Regions from separate parts of the Mus musculus genome. Here all the other regions are linked to region 2. Evidence: chromatin contacts called from public HiChIP or PLAC-seq and promoter capture Hi-C data. All regions are on one chromosome and are shown on one strand. Each heading gives the region's core, a stretch centred on a gene start, on an enhancer-like site or on the middle of the called end of the contact. The rest is flanking DNA. Distances are from core to core; before and after follow the strand shown. Region 1 holds the start of Ccr9 (chemokine (C-C motif) receptor 9). Region 2 holds the start of Sacm1l (SAC1 suppressor of actin mutations 1-like (yeast)). Region 3 has its middle 24 kb from the start of Tmem158.

Evidence for each region. HiChIP or PLAC-seq counts read pairs in DNA pulled down with a chosen protein or histone mark. Capture Hi-C pulls out chosen DNA fragments and counts their contacts.
Region 1: a promoter capture Hi-C map of adipose tissue shows a contact between it and region 2. The contact joins the promoter of Ccr9 here to the promoter of Sacm1l in region 2. A contact is called at or near these places in 2 of 484 Hi-C or Micro-C datasets (CD8 T cells and pro-B cells), 7 of 115 datasets of contacts at active chromatin or transcription factors (CD8 T cells, the SCID.adh cell line, double positive thymocytes and 4 more) and 1 of 9 other capture datasets (adipose tissue).
Region 3: a contact with region 2 is called in an H3K4me3 HiChIP or PLAC-seq map of bone marrow-derived macrophages, with 4 times the contacts expected there. The contact joins the enhancer-like site here to the promoter of Sacm1l in region 2. A contact is called at or near these places in 1 of 15 datasets of contacts at CTCF or cohesin (the NIH/3T3 cell line), 2 of 484 Hi-C or Micro-C datasets (the Ba/F3 cell line and embryonic stem cells) and 5 of 115 datasets of contacts at active chromatin or transcription factors (bone marrow-derived macrophages, embryonic hindbrain, embryonic stem cells and 1 more).

What each region holds. Positions count from the first base shown.
Region 1 is chr9:123,765,631-123,770,048 of GRCm38.p6, forward strand. It overlaps Ccr9 (chemokine (C-C motif) receptor 9), which reads left to right and starts at 1,581. Exons shown (of 3, transcript NM_009913.6): 1 at 1,581-1,677. It overlaps Gm17021 (a long non-coding RNA gene), which reads right to left. Exons shown (of 2, transcript XR_380030.3): 2 at 1-4,348.
Region 2 is chr9:123,527,210-123,531,680 of GRCm38.p6, forward strand. Sacm1l (SAC1 suppressor of actin mutations 1-like (yeast)) reads left to right here and starts at 2,544. Exons shown (of 20, transcript NM_030692.5): 1 at 2,544-2,712. The coding sequence starts at 2,681. It overlaps n-TRacg2 (a tRNA gene), which reads right to left and starts at 2,288; the gene lies at 2,216-2,288.
Region 3 is chr9:123,282,597-123,287,049 of GRCm38.p6, forward strand. No RefSeq gene overlaps it. Among named protein-coding and RNA genes, the nearest start is that of Tmem158, 24 kb to the left of the region's middle. Within about 2 kb of position 3,170, at least 63 of the 459 cell types and tissues checked have an H3K27ac peak or open chromatin away from gene starts, as enhancers often do. A contact at or near this core is called in the Ba/F3 cell line, the NIH/3T3 cell line and bone marrow-derived macrophages, where this site is marked.

The DNA of each region.
Region 1 (4,418 bases), core at 331-2,830, 240 kb after region 2:
GGCCCTGGGTTCCTTTGAGAGTCCAGAAACTCTCTCTGGGATGTCCTTGCCTTTTCCTGACTCCCCAGCCTCTTCAATATGTCCAAGAAGAGGGTTGTTGTGAGTGAGAGTAGGACCTCTTCAGATTTGCTTTCTCTTAGACCGTGGGGCCCATGTGGAGGAAGGGGTCTGACTTTTATTCCTCACTGCATCCATCTCCTTCCATCTTTGAACCACCTCTTCTGGCTTTCTGATGTACTTGCACTGGTTCCTTGCCATACTCTAACTCGGGGAAGAGACAGGTCTCAGAGAAGGAAGTCTTAACAATTCTAGTCTCTCCCTCCAGGAGGCTTTCCAGGCACAAGGCAAACAGCAAGTTCACTGCTATCTCTGCCTAAAGGTGGCCAGAAGGTCAGGGCCTAGAGCATGCTCTTCCTGCTGCTCCCTTCTTTTCTCTCAGTAATTGACACAGCATTGGACACTGTCAGAGACTGGTAGTACACTAGTTATGCACATGAATGTGGGTTGAGGGAAGGGAATTTCTTGGCTTACTCACACCATGGTTCCCTGGAGGTGATGAATCAATTGCATCTTTCATTCTTACTACTCAGGTCTTTCAGCCTTTCCTATGCTTATTAACCTTTTGCCACTGAGATATAAATTAGGACAAATCATGAAATCTCTTTGTTCTGTACTAGGAGGGGGTGATTGCTGGGCTATATGTCTGGGAGTAACACTGCACTTAGTGCACAGGATGCTAAACACATCAAGAGGAAATTAGTCTTCTAGAATGAGCTGTGATTTGTATATTTCAAATATAAAAAGGAGTTTTAAAAAAATGATGACAACAGGGAATCTTCACTATAACTGTGGCCCTTTAAGAAGATATCACCTGTGAGTTTCTATAAAAAATATAACATTTGCATGTTGAGACTTTTCAAAACTTTACTGAAACACCTGTGATTCATAAAGACACTTTAGCTCTCAATGTTAACATATGTGTAAAACTTTTCTGAATTTAAGGTGTCCTTGGTCCTTCATAATCTGTTCCAAGCTGCCTATCACATACAGAACTTTCTGAGGTAACAGCATCCGCAGAGTGCTCTGCCATGTCATAAATGTTAGGCATCTGTACTATCCGTCATCTGTAGCAGCCATGGGTGCATGTGTTGAGTGTCACTGCAGAGGTGCTCCCCATTATAGTTTCCATTTCAGTGGGAACATTTGGCTGGTAGCTATAGAACTGGGCAACACAGGTCTCTCAAGGCCTCAAAGGACACATCTTGATAGACAGTATAGAGGTAGTACCTCACATATACTTGTTCTTATAAATGTGTGCCTCTGGCCAGGACTCCCCATGTCTCCGGCTCCTGTATCGGGGGCCTAAGAAGACAATTTGCTCTTAGACTCTGTGTGTACATTGTCCACACTGAAGATGGTTAATCCTTAACCCTGGTGGTCCTTAGCTTTGCATTTCTGGCTGCAAATGATAGATGTGTGTTACTAGAATCTGCAGCAGGTGGCTCCCCACCCTTCTGGGTTACTCCGCCAGTGACAACACAGGCAGAGGTGGCCTGGCTTCCTTTTTGGTGTGTTTTAGCGGATAGCTGTCTGCTCAGAACCCACAGAAGCCTTCTCATCCCAGGCAGCTGCAGTGGTCCTCTCCCTACAGACCCAGACTCTGCACTTCCCCTCCTGGTGAGTAGATCCTTCCCTTCTTCTGTGCCTTAGACATCACCTGTGTACTTGGCTATATGCTGCCACCAACGCATCTATATCCCATGAGTGCACTCATCTGTTCAGATGTCATGTGTACCATGCTCTTTGCTAGAAAGTTCCAGTATGGCTCAGGCTTCTTGTAGGGTGAATGAAGAGTCTCCCTCTCGGAACACAGTGAAGGTCAAGCTCAATAGCATTGTTTGTGATTTGTACCTTCAAGGGAGGAGAAACAGTGTTGGGACAGGTAGCAAGGGGGTTTCCAAAAGTCTGAGAAGGGTGACAACCTTGGGTCTGAGAGACTGGCCACAGAAAGGACTTTTATAGCAGAGAAACCTTGGGGACCAAAAACTTGACAGGAGTGCAGTAGACTATGGTTCGTTAGACAATGAAGTGCTCAGTTGTTTAACTCCATGTCAAACTCTGTGCTCAGTACATGAAGTGTGGCCCAGGAAAGACAGACTAAAACATATATATTTATAAAACTATGTGTGGTGTGATTCCCTTCGCACTGGTACATGTTTATGTGCTATTAAAGGGACAGTACGAAGACACGGCTCAGAAATCTAACAATGGCTAAACTGGAAAGTGATACTTGACTTTGTATTTTTCCCTCGTTTATATTTATAAAGAGAGAGAGTGTGTGTGTGTTTGAAGTTTTGGATCTTTTTGTGCATTGTGAAAATATTCTTTGTTGATCAGAAAAGAAGCCAAGTTATTTCAAACGACCCATCCATAGAAAATTGGCATGCCCTTTCTTTTACAACATGTCCACATTCTTCTGTTCTAAAAAGAATTTAAAGATTTATTATACTTTTAATTACGCATGTGCACATGTGAGAACCGGTGCTTGAAGTACTGATGACTGTGTGAGTCTTCTAACATAGCTGAAATTCATACTTAGGTCCTCTTCAAGACACGTATTATATCTGTTCTTAGTTGCTGAGCCATCTCTCCATGACCTCCACACTCTCATTCTTCAGTTCTTAATTAGCCTGCTCTATAGCCAGCCAGTAGGTCATAGCAACTGTTGCTGAGCTAGTGATCTGGACCTGCAGGCAACCACTACCAAGGGAATCTGTCTCTTTAGCCTCTTTGCCAAACAATCCAAAATAATGGTCATTCCAGCATCTGGAGTTTCAGAGCCCTCTTCTTCCAATTTCTGTCCATTCTTATCAATACTGTAGACTCATGCTCACAGGTCCCAGGGAAGTGAGCTCCTGACTCAGACTTTGTGAATAGGTCTGATGGTAGATGACTCAGAGTCCTAGAGCTACACACACACACACACACACACACACACACGCTAAAATGATTCAACTCATGAGTACCAAGTAGGACAAAGGTCAAAGTATAGACCTGGGTTCATAGCTCCTGTTCACAGTGTGACCTACTATGATTGGTAGTAGCACTGGATGTGATATAGGCAGTGACAAGCCATCTCTATCTGATTTTTCTGTTAGTTTCTTAAGGGAAACAGAATAGGAAAGTAATGGCAGAGTAAGGATAGTTTTAGACTGACCTACCTCATAGGCAGTTTTCACTTCTGTAGAACGAGCAGCTTTCCTCTGTCTCCTGAACATTATGCTTTCAGGTTTCATGTCTTAGCTGATGAATTTTTCCTACCACAGAGCAATGTTTCCTCACCTCATCCCATGATTCTACACCCTTCAAACCTCCAGGGTCAGCAAGAGTTACTTTCTCAGTGAAGCCCTTCTATTCATACCCTGGTGTTGAAAGGAGGATTCACTTTTCCTTTCCCATAACCTCTCAGGACATTGCTTTTGTGTCATTTCCAGCCTTAACCTCCCCACTGAGCTTGCATGTGAGCTCCTTGGGGGTGTGAATTCTCACACATAGTGCTTACACCTAGCTAGTATGCAGCACACCTAGCCACCGCTGTGAGATGAAGGTGATCTCAGCTCTCACAAAGCCATATTCTGAACAGAGCATTTGCATAGCCTGCTTCTCCATTGTCCATGCAGTCCTGGGACCAGGAGGGACTGTCATTGCCCCATTTCCTAACTGAGAAATCCAGGCTCCGAGAGGACTCTTGTTGCCAAGCCTCACTGACAGAAAGGATTAATCAAAGGCAGAGGAGCTATGGTATCTGGTCCAGTGCTCTCCCAGCAGTCTGGCCTGTCATCTAGATAGACTCTGCTGTCAGGAGGTCGTAAGGAGAGTGAAGAGCAGGTCAGTGTGGAGTCGACGTCTGCTCAGTCCTGGGAGTTTCATGGTTCCTTCCCTCTCTGTGTGTTTTGTCATATGTGGGCTTTCCTAGTTCTTCTTCCCCTCCGGCCCCCATCCCTCCTCAAGGCGAGAAGGAAATGAAAGCTGGGTCTGTGACTAGCTGTGTAGAATACATTTGACCAGTGTCTGGACAAAGATTAAAGAGGAACCAATGTAAAGTCCAAGGCTGCCTGTAGTTCACGTACTACTTCAGGGAGGAGTGCCTGTTTGTTTTCTCCTTTTGTTCTCTTCAAATTTCCTGTGTGCCAGAAGTAAACTCATAACGGAAGAAAGAAGAATCTTTTAAGAAGCTAGTGCTGGATTTCCACCACAGCTGGAGCAGGCTTTAGAAGCAGATGTGTTGAGCAGAGGACACTTGGCTGTTACGTCTTTTCCTTCCTTCTTTCTCTCTCTCTCTCTCCTCCTTTAAAAAAACTGACAAGTTATTTTTATGATCGCTCTTACAATTTCACACACTTGATAAACATTCTAAT
Region 2 (4,471 bases), core at 1,294-3,793:
GAAGGGTAGAAGAATGAAGAACCTACAAGTGTGGGCTACAATGGGATAACAACTGAATTTACCTTATAAAGTTGTATGGGTTGATTAAATTTATCTAAATAAAATGCTTAGAGAAGCATGAAGTTACTGATCAGTTTGATAAGTTTTAAGAATTGATAATTACAGCAGGATGATAAAGAAGATAAAATATAAGCAGATTAAGGTAAATTCAAGCACAAATTTTAAAAAGCACTTATATACTAATAGTAAATGTGAATATATGAGTGAAAACTAAACAATTTTAAGGAAAGGGTAAAGAATAAACTGTCAGAAAGACTAATGTGTAACAACCAAAGAGCTCCTGTGCTCTTGCAGAAGACCTGAGTTCTGTTTCAAGCACCTGCCTTGGCTGGCTGTACCTAGCTCCAAGGGGGATCTCATACTTTTAGTCTCATAAAGCACTTGCACGAGCACACACACACAGATAAACAATGAAAAATAAAATCTTTTCAAGGTCAAGTTTGTGAGAAAAAAAGATTGAATACACCAGGAGAGAATAATCAATAGGCCAAGAAATGAAAGTAAAAAGGAAGTTGTTTTTCACTTATGAAAGCTGTAAAGAAACTATAATTTATATTTGTATGTGGATGCTTTATTTTTTTTAAAGATAAGGTCTCCAGATCAACACCTCTCTGTCTCAAATTCTAGAATTTTAGGTATATGCTAGTACATGAGACTTGGATATCTAATTTATATGTTATATGTATTCATAAATATCTAATGTTGATTAGCATGTGTGGAAACATTCTGGTGACAGAGGGTATATTGTTTTAATTTTTCCACAGAGCAATTTGAAAATATGTACCAAAAATCTAAATGCCTATGAGATGGACCTTTAAAGTGTCCACTTATCCACCCAAATAGAACATCTTAAAGCAAGAACTCTTAAACCAGGTGTGGTTGGTGGTGCTTGCTTATAACCTCAGCACCTTGGGAGCTTGAATCAGAGTTCCAAGTCCATTTCCATAGCCAAGTAAAGGCCCACTGTCTTATATAAGACAGCCTCAGTCAGTCTCTCTTTCTCTTCCCCTCCCCCCTCTGCACGTACACACATCACACACACCCTTCAAAACAAAACACACAACAAAACAAAAAAAAAAAACCCTCATTTTTTTTAAGTGCTAAAACTGACAACAATGCATATTAATGATCTCAAATCTCAGACAAAAAATTAAAGAGCAAACAAAAAATACTGTTAGCTGGGCAGTAGTGGTGCGTGCTTTTACACCAGTATTCAGGAGGCAGAGGCAGGGATCTCTGAGTTGGAGGCCAGCCTGGTTACAGAGCAAGTTCCAGGACAGTCAAAACTACACAGGGAAACCCGGTCTCGAGAAACAACCCACTATAACTTCATTAAAAGCAAACTAAATCCTCAGAAGTGTAGAAGCCTGGTATGGTATCTTGTACCTTAAATTCCAGTACTCTGGAAAGCAAAGGCAGCCATTTGGCCTGGTCTATATCCAGCAGTATGGACTGCAGGAGTGAGCCACACCCCTTGGTCCTTGGTCTAATTCTGCCCCAATAATTTCCTTTATCTGATACAGTTTTAATAAACTCCTGGGGAGTGGGGTATGTTTTCTAGGACAACTTAATCATGGAGTGACTGGTTAATGAATAGGCTGAGCCCTGCTCCCGATCCACCTTCGTCACATCTGTTTCTGGCTATCTCAGGTCTTACGTAAAATGTTCATGTACTCGTTTTTCTGGGCCTCTTACTGCGAAATCCCCGAATTTTTAAGGTTTCCTTGTGCAGTGGAGGCTAGGTCGGCTTTGCAAGCGGAGCTAGCCAAGGCCGCTGTACCAATCATGAAGAGCAGAAGCTACGCCCTTCTCATGTCAGTGCCGTCTGTGTTCTACCAGCTAGGAGCTTTCGGTGAGATTTTTCCGTCATCGGGTGGGAAGACATTGGCCACGCATGTCCCTGTCCCTGATTGCAAACCTCCACTCTCAAGAGTGTTTTCGTAAGAGTACATTTCCAGACTCCTGCGCAATTTTAAGAACAGGGGAGCTAGGAAACTTGCAAACCGTTTTAGGTAACTCCGGGTTTCAAATACAGCCAAGAAGGTATTATTTTTTCGCAAAGCAACATTAAAACGTAAGACATTTGACCTTGACAATCTAGCTATGATCCTTTTCAAGCAGGCCTTCCAAGGTTCAGGAAAAAGATCGCACACGTCGAGCCAGCCAGGAGTCGAACCTAGAATCTTCTGATCCGTAGTCAGACGCGTTATCCATTGCGCCACTGGCCCGGTGCTGAGGAGGCCTCCTCCACGATAAGTGATCTCCAATTACACAGCTTCACTATGCTTCCTGCTTCTAACCTCAGTCTGGTCGGTTTGTTGAATGTCGCGACTCAGTGCAAAGCTACCGGGACTCCGCCTTTCTCTGCAACGCGTTACACCAATCCCCAGAGGCGACGTCACGGCGTTCTTTGGTCCGCTCCAATCCGCGCATCGGAGGCGTGCCTCGCAGCTCACTGGTTTGTCCGCCGCCGGCTCCCGTGCTCGCCCGAGAGGCGGACCCGGGAGGGGGTGGGGCCAGGCCGAGGCTCCTTGACCACCGCGCCTGGGGAGCGGTCGCCGCGGAGCCGGGGTGGCAGCGGGCTACACTGCGGGTGGAGCGAAGAGGAGGAAGCTGCACGATGGCGGCCGCAGCCTACGAGCATCTGAAGCTGTGAGTCCCGCGGGCTGCGGCCGCTGACAGGAAGGGCGGAGGGGCGAGCGGGCGCCGAGGCCCGGGAGTGTGCGGCCCGCACCGGCCGAGCTCGCGGGCTGGGCTTTCCCCGTCCAGCCTGGCTGCAGCGTAGGCCAGTGTCCCGCAGCCTCGCCCGCCGCTGGACCTGGCGCGGTGAGCCGAGCCGCAGCCCGCAGCACCGGAGGCTGCAGCCAGCTTTCCCTGGGTGGCCTCCGGGAGAGGCCTTTTTCACCGGGCGTGCTCTGACGTCCGCCGGCAGAGCTAACCTTTCTCTTGGTTTCAGGCTTTCTGGGCCTGGGAGTCTCAATGACGGGTCCTTCTTAGGGCGCAGCAATAATTTAGTCAGATGTCCTAAGGGCCGGTCGAATTTACTGTGCTTATTCCAACAGACTGCGTCGACAGCTACAGTAGGCTCGCCTCTATTTTGGCGTAGCAATGTTGAGTTTTGGCAAAGCCAGGACTTGAGGTTTTGAGGCCCAGCCACTGGATGTTTAGAGGTGCAAAAAAAAAAAAAAATAGACATTTATAAGCTCTTTGGCTCGTCCTGGGTTAGAGGAGATGGGGGATAATTTCTCTTGTGTTACCCTCAGCACCTACACTCCTTGTTTGTGAATAACTTCGCCCTAACCGCTTTAATAATTTACCACGGTCTGGGAATGCCTTTAGTAGCAGAAGCAAATATAACTTTCGAAAAGCCAAGTTAAATTATCCTGTTAATTAGACATAGACATCCCAGTTCGTTTGCAGGAAACAAATGTAGTTTGGGTACGCCCAATGAATAACTGAAGGTGTAAAGTTATGAGTCCAGAATTTGGAGGGAGGCCATCTGCCCAACACTTTTCATGTTTTGCTGTGTTCACCCTTTATGCCTCTTCTGCTTGCTACATACAGTTCTCTTTGAAAAGCCCAGCGCCACCCTTCCTTCCACATTTCTTTTAATTAGTTTTCCTTTGTAAAGTGAATAATCACCTTATTGGTGACAGTTGAAGCAAAGTGTACTTACTGGTCTATGTCCGGCCCGAGTCACATGTCCTTTACTGGCAAATTAGGTTATTGTCCACCTGATAGTTGTTGAAGGGCTGAACATGATCTTACACTAGGTCTCAGATGTGTTTAAGCAATTTGGAGTCTTGCCTTGAAGTAGCTCGGCTTTCGGTTACAGGATATTGTTGAGTTTTCCTGCATCGAAGAATAATTGAGATGGATAACTTGAGAATTAGGAAGATTATTTTTGAGCTGCCCAGGCACTGAGTTTCACCAGGCCAGACCTCAATACAGGCAGCCATCCTCCTTGATTCCTGGGCAGGTTATTCAACCTCTGTGAATAATTCTTTTATATATAAAATTAAAAAATAAGAGTGTTCATACTTCATCCTTACCATCCTCTCCAGTTCAGACTTCACTACAGGCAGACACCATTTTATGTGTACACAGAAGAGAAGGGAATTTATCCTTTAGAAGTGGAAATGGTGGTTTTGTAATGAAGTGGAAACTATGAGTCTGGGGTTATATGGACATTCATATCAGTCTTTAGGGTTTGGATGTTTCTATAAATGTGAAGATAGAACTTGATTGCAAGTGTTTCTTTAGCAGGGAGTTTGTGAGTTAGAATCTGTTTTCACCCCTCCCCCCTTTTTAGCCATTCTATTTAAACTTTTAAATATACCCCATGGGCAAAGAATATTCTGTTTTAGAGGTACTTGTAGGCTGAATTAGTTGCTGAACTATCTAAGAATGG
Region 3 (4,453 bases), core at 1,920-4,419, 240 kb before region 2:
GACAAAGCTGTCTATTTTAAAATGTATATTATATTTATTGTGTGTACAGACATGTGTGCATATGCATGCACACATTCATATGGAGGTAAGGCCAAAACACAAAAATTGGTTCTCTCCTTCCACTGTGTAGGTCCTAGGAATTGAACTCAGGCTATTGGGCTCAGCAGCAGATTTCTTTTCTAGTTAAGTTATTTCATGGTCCTCAATATGAAACTATTTTCATAATCAATAAATAGCAAATGAGAGCAGTTAACAAAATGAAGGTATCCTCACCATTCTCCTACTGAGTGGCTCACAGGCAAATGAATGAAAGCAGGTTAATAACTAAGCTTTCTGACTTAGATCCAGAAGCCTGCCCTGCCCTGCCTTGGAAGCATGAGATGCAAGGGGCTGCAAGGCCTATGAAAGAGGCCTTCAGATTTTCAGCCATCAGAGAAGTGACAGCTTAAACAAAATTTCATTCCATGCTCCTAGAATGATGTGGTGGATAGTATTGACACATAAAGGAGAGTTATCTGAAAGGTTAGAACTTTAATTGAGAAAATGTCCCCACAAGATCTGACTGTAGGGCATTTTCTTAATTACTGATCAGTGGGGAAGGGTCCAGCCCAGTGGGAGTAGTGCCATCCTTGGGCTAGTGGTCCTAGGTTCTATAAGAAAGCAGGCTGAGCAAGTCACAAGGAGCAAGTCAGGAAGCAACACCCCTCCATGTCCTCTGTATCAGATCCTGCCTCCAGATTCCTGTCCTGTTTGGCTTCCTAGCCTGACTTTCTTCAATGATGGACTACAATCTAGACGTGTAAGCCAAATAAACCCTTTCCCCCACAACTTGATTTTCGTCATGGTGTTTCATCATAGCAATAGTAACCCTAACTAAGACAGATGGTTAAGATCAGAAAGATGGCAGACACACAGAGCACCTGTTGATTGGAGCACAGCATAGCACAGGCATCTTGGGAATGGGCTGTTTCTTATAAAATTAAACATGCACACATTTCCACAATGACCCAGCGGTTCTGTTCTCAGATGTTCATGCAAGAGAATGAAAACACATGCCCACAAGATGGCTTGTGCATTAATGTTCATAGGCAATGTTATCTCCAATAATAAACTTGAAGACCACCCAAGTGCCCATTAATAGAAAAAAACTGATGAATTTCCATATAATAAAAAACTTTCAACCCATTATACTAAAGCTATAGTATATGAAACCCATGAATGACACTCACAGGTATTCTAGAGAGCCAAGAAAGGGTCTATATGCACTTCTATGCAATCTGCAACAGTAACAAAAGTAATTCAAATGTGGTTGAGGGTGGGGCTGGTGTCTGGGAGGAGCTATGATGCTGAAATTTTTCTATAGTAAATTTTGGGTGATGGCTCTGGGGTGTAAATATTTGCCAACATCCATCAAGCTGGAAAACCTAGGATTTTCACTTTGATGAGTGCCAATTACACCTTTATTTTAAAAATAATAAATATAGAGATGGGAGTAGTAGCTCATATTTGTAATCTCATAGTAAAGAGGCTGGGGCAGAAAAATAATGAGTTCAAGACTAGTCTGGGTCTACATAGCAAAAGTGTTTGCTTGTTTAGTTTGCTTTATTTTGTTTTTCCAGACAAGGTTTCTCTGCATAGCCCTGGCTATCCTGGAACTCACTCTGTAGACCAGGCTGGCCTGGAATTCAGAGATCTTCCTGCCTCTGCCTCCCAAGTGGTGGGATAAAAGGCTTGTGCTCCCTGGTGCAGCAAGATTCATTTTAACACAACACTAACAATAGTAATAGTAAGAGCCATAGGCTAATGAATCTAGATACAGTATAGCAGTAAAGTAGACCTCATGACTTGATTTTATCATTCCATGCCTTTGAGCTTCAACGGGACTTAAAAATATATCACAAGGTAGCTCCTTATGATTATTAATATTGTTTGTCAGTGTGACAGGATCTAGGATCACCTAGCAGACAGACCTCTAACCATGTCCGTGAAGATTTTCCTAGATTAGGCTACTTGATGTAGAAAGGCTCATTCTGGATGTGGGCAGCAGCATCCTATGGAGTGGGGACTCTGCGTTGGATAAAAAAGGAGAAAGGGAGCTAAGGACCAAGTCATCTCTTCCTTCTGACTGCAGATGTAATGTGTCCCCACAATTCCTGGTGCCATGTCAGGTATCAGGGTCAGAGCCTCCTTCAACCTGTTTTCTGGTTTGGTGTGGCAAGTGACCCATAAAGATAAAATCCATTAGAGAAGTTTCAGAATAATTCAAAATCCTGACACAAGACCACTTTGAATGTGTTTCTGTTTTTAATCAGTCAGGGGCATAATTTAACAAGTGTAGGTCTTGGTTTTTACTGTCTTGAGTATTCTTCTAAGGTACTTAGCAGTTTTCAGAGTTGTTCTTCTTTGACAGCTCCGGTGCCCTCCAAGAAGCTGCACTGTTGCCTTATCCTTCCTTCCAAGGAGCTACACTGTTGCCTGACCCTCCCTTTAAGAAGCTACACTGTTGCCTGACCCTCCCTTTAAGAAGCTACACTGTTGCCTGACCCTCCCTTTAAGAAGCTACACTGTTGCCTGACCCTCCCTTTAAGAAGCTACACTGTTGCCTGACCCTCCCTTTAAGAAGCTACACTGTTGCCTGACCCTCCCTTTAAGAAGCTACACTGTTGCCTGACCCTCCCTTTAAGAAGCTACACTGTTGCCTGACCCTCCCTTTAAGAAGCTACACTGTTGCCTGTCCCTCTCCTTTAAGGAGCTACACTATTGCTTGACCCTCCCCTCACTGTTTCCACCATCTTGCCATACTTTTTGATTATTTACATGTCATAGCACACATTTGGGGTTCTGTTCTGTAGCTAACATCCCCTGAGTACCTGCTCTACATGGACATAATCATTGTATAGATACTTTATTTACTTTTTACAACCTTCCTCCAGGACAGTGACCACTTGATGTTTTATAGAGAAACTGAGGTGTGGGGGCATTAGGGAGTTCATCTAAGGAAAAGTGACAGTATCAGATGGAACGAGATGGCTGCCCTCCCAGAGCAGTAAGCAGGAAGGCCTAAATGTTTTTATCACTGTCTAGAGAGAGCCTTAGAAGCCAGCCACAGGGGAAGCTGGCTCTGTTTGCTTCTCACTGTCAGCCAGAGAAGCTTAGGCTGGCCAGGCCAAACCACACCTGCCACCCAGCAGGCCTGCCTCAGCATGCACAGGAGTAGAACAACCGAGCCAGGGGTCAGTATGTTTGTTTGAGGAAGCATTCTGCTGCTGACTCACTCGGTGATTTTGGTGAGGGGGGAGGTGTCATTGCACAGCCCGTCTGACAGTCTAGGCTTCTACCCACAAAGACGGACAGACAGCAATGTCTTGTAATCATTGTCTTTTGGCCTCTGCTTTAGAAGTAATGTTTTGGGTGTTCTACCAAGTATTATTAAATTGTAAGAGTTGAAGAGATAAGTTTTATTTGTGTAAGTTATATCTAAATAAAACTGATTTTAAAAAAACTAGACAAGACTACAAGTTATCACCCAATCTGCTATCCCCTTGCAGTGAAATCAATAAACAATAAATAAATAAATAAATAAATACATAAATAAATAAATAATCATGACAGAAAGTCCTGGGTTCTTGCCTCTTCAAGGCCTGGCTAGTCTTGTAAAATTTTTAATTTTTTAAAATGTGTACAGATATTTCACCTTCTTATATATCTGTGTTCCATATGTGTGCAGTGCCCACAGTAGCCAGAATAGGATCCCCTGGCTATAGAATTATAGATGGTCTGGGATTTCATGTGGGTGCTGGCAATTGAATCCAGGTCCTCTGGAAGAACAGCTAGTGCTCTTAACCTCTGAGCTATCTCTCCAGTACCAGGGCATCTGGGAAGATGGAATGAGATTTTCTTCTATGGCTGAGTATTTGTAAAGCTGTTGACACCTTTGAAATCTCCACTTTCTGCAGAAATACATTTAGTGGATTATGACACTTGTTGGTGAAATGTTGAACAAAGTAGAGTTTTATGACAACTGACCTAGGAGATGAGTGTCTAAGGATGGTCATGGTCACAAGTTATCTCTTGGTTTGTGTAAATTATTTAATATGTGAACTCACACTTCCCTCCATACTCAAACATTTCCTTCCAGATCTCTTCCTGGCTATAGGAATTGAGTCACCTGATAGTCACCAATGAATGATCCAAGACCCTTGGAGAAACTACCTAGTTGTTACCCTTGGGGACCACTCTTCTCTAGCTCACATTTTCACATAAGTTCAATGAAGGGGGTCTAAGCCCATCTACTGAACAAGGGTTGGCATGATCTAGACCATAAAAGTACCCTGCAGGACCCATACTTAAACTAGGCGATTTTCCTCATCCACTCCAGAATTCAAAGGGTATTTGGGATTCAGGGTTTGACTTTCCTTGGGATTCCTTGAGTGGGAGCTGTTTGAAATCCTGG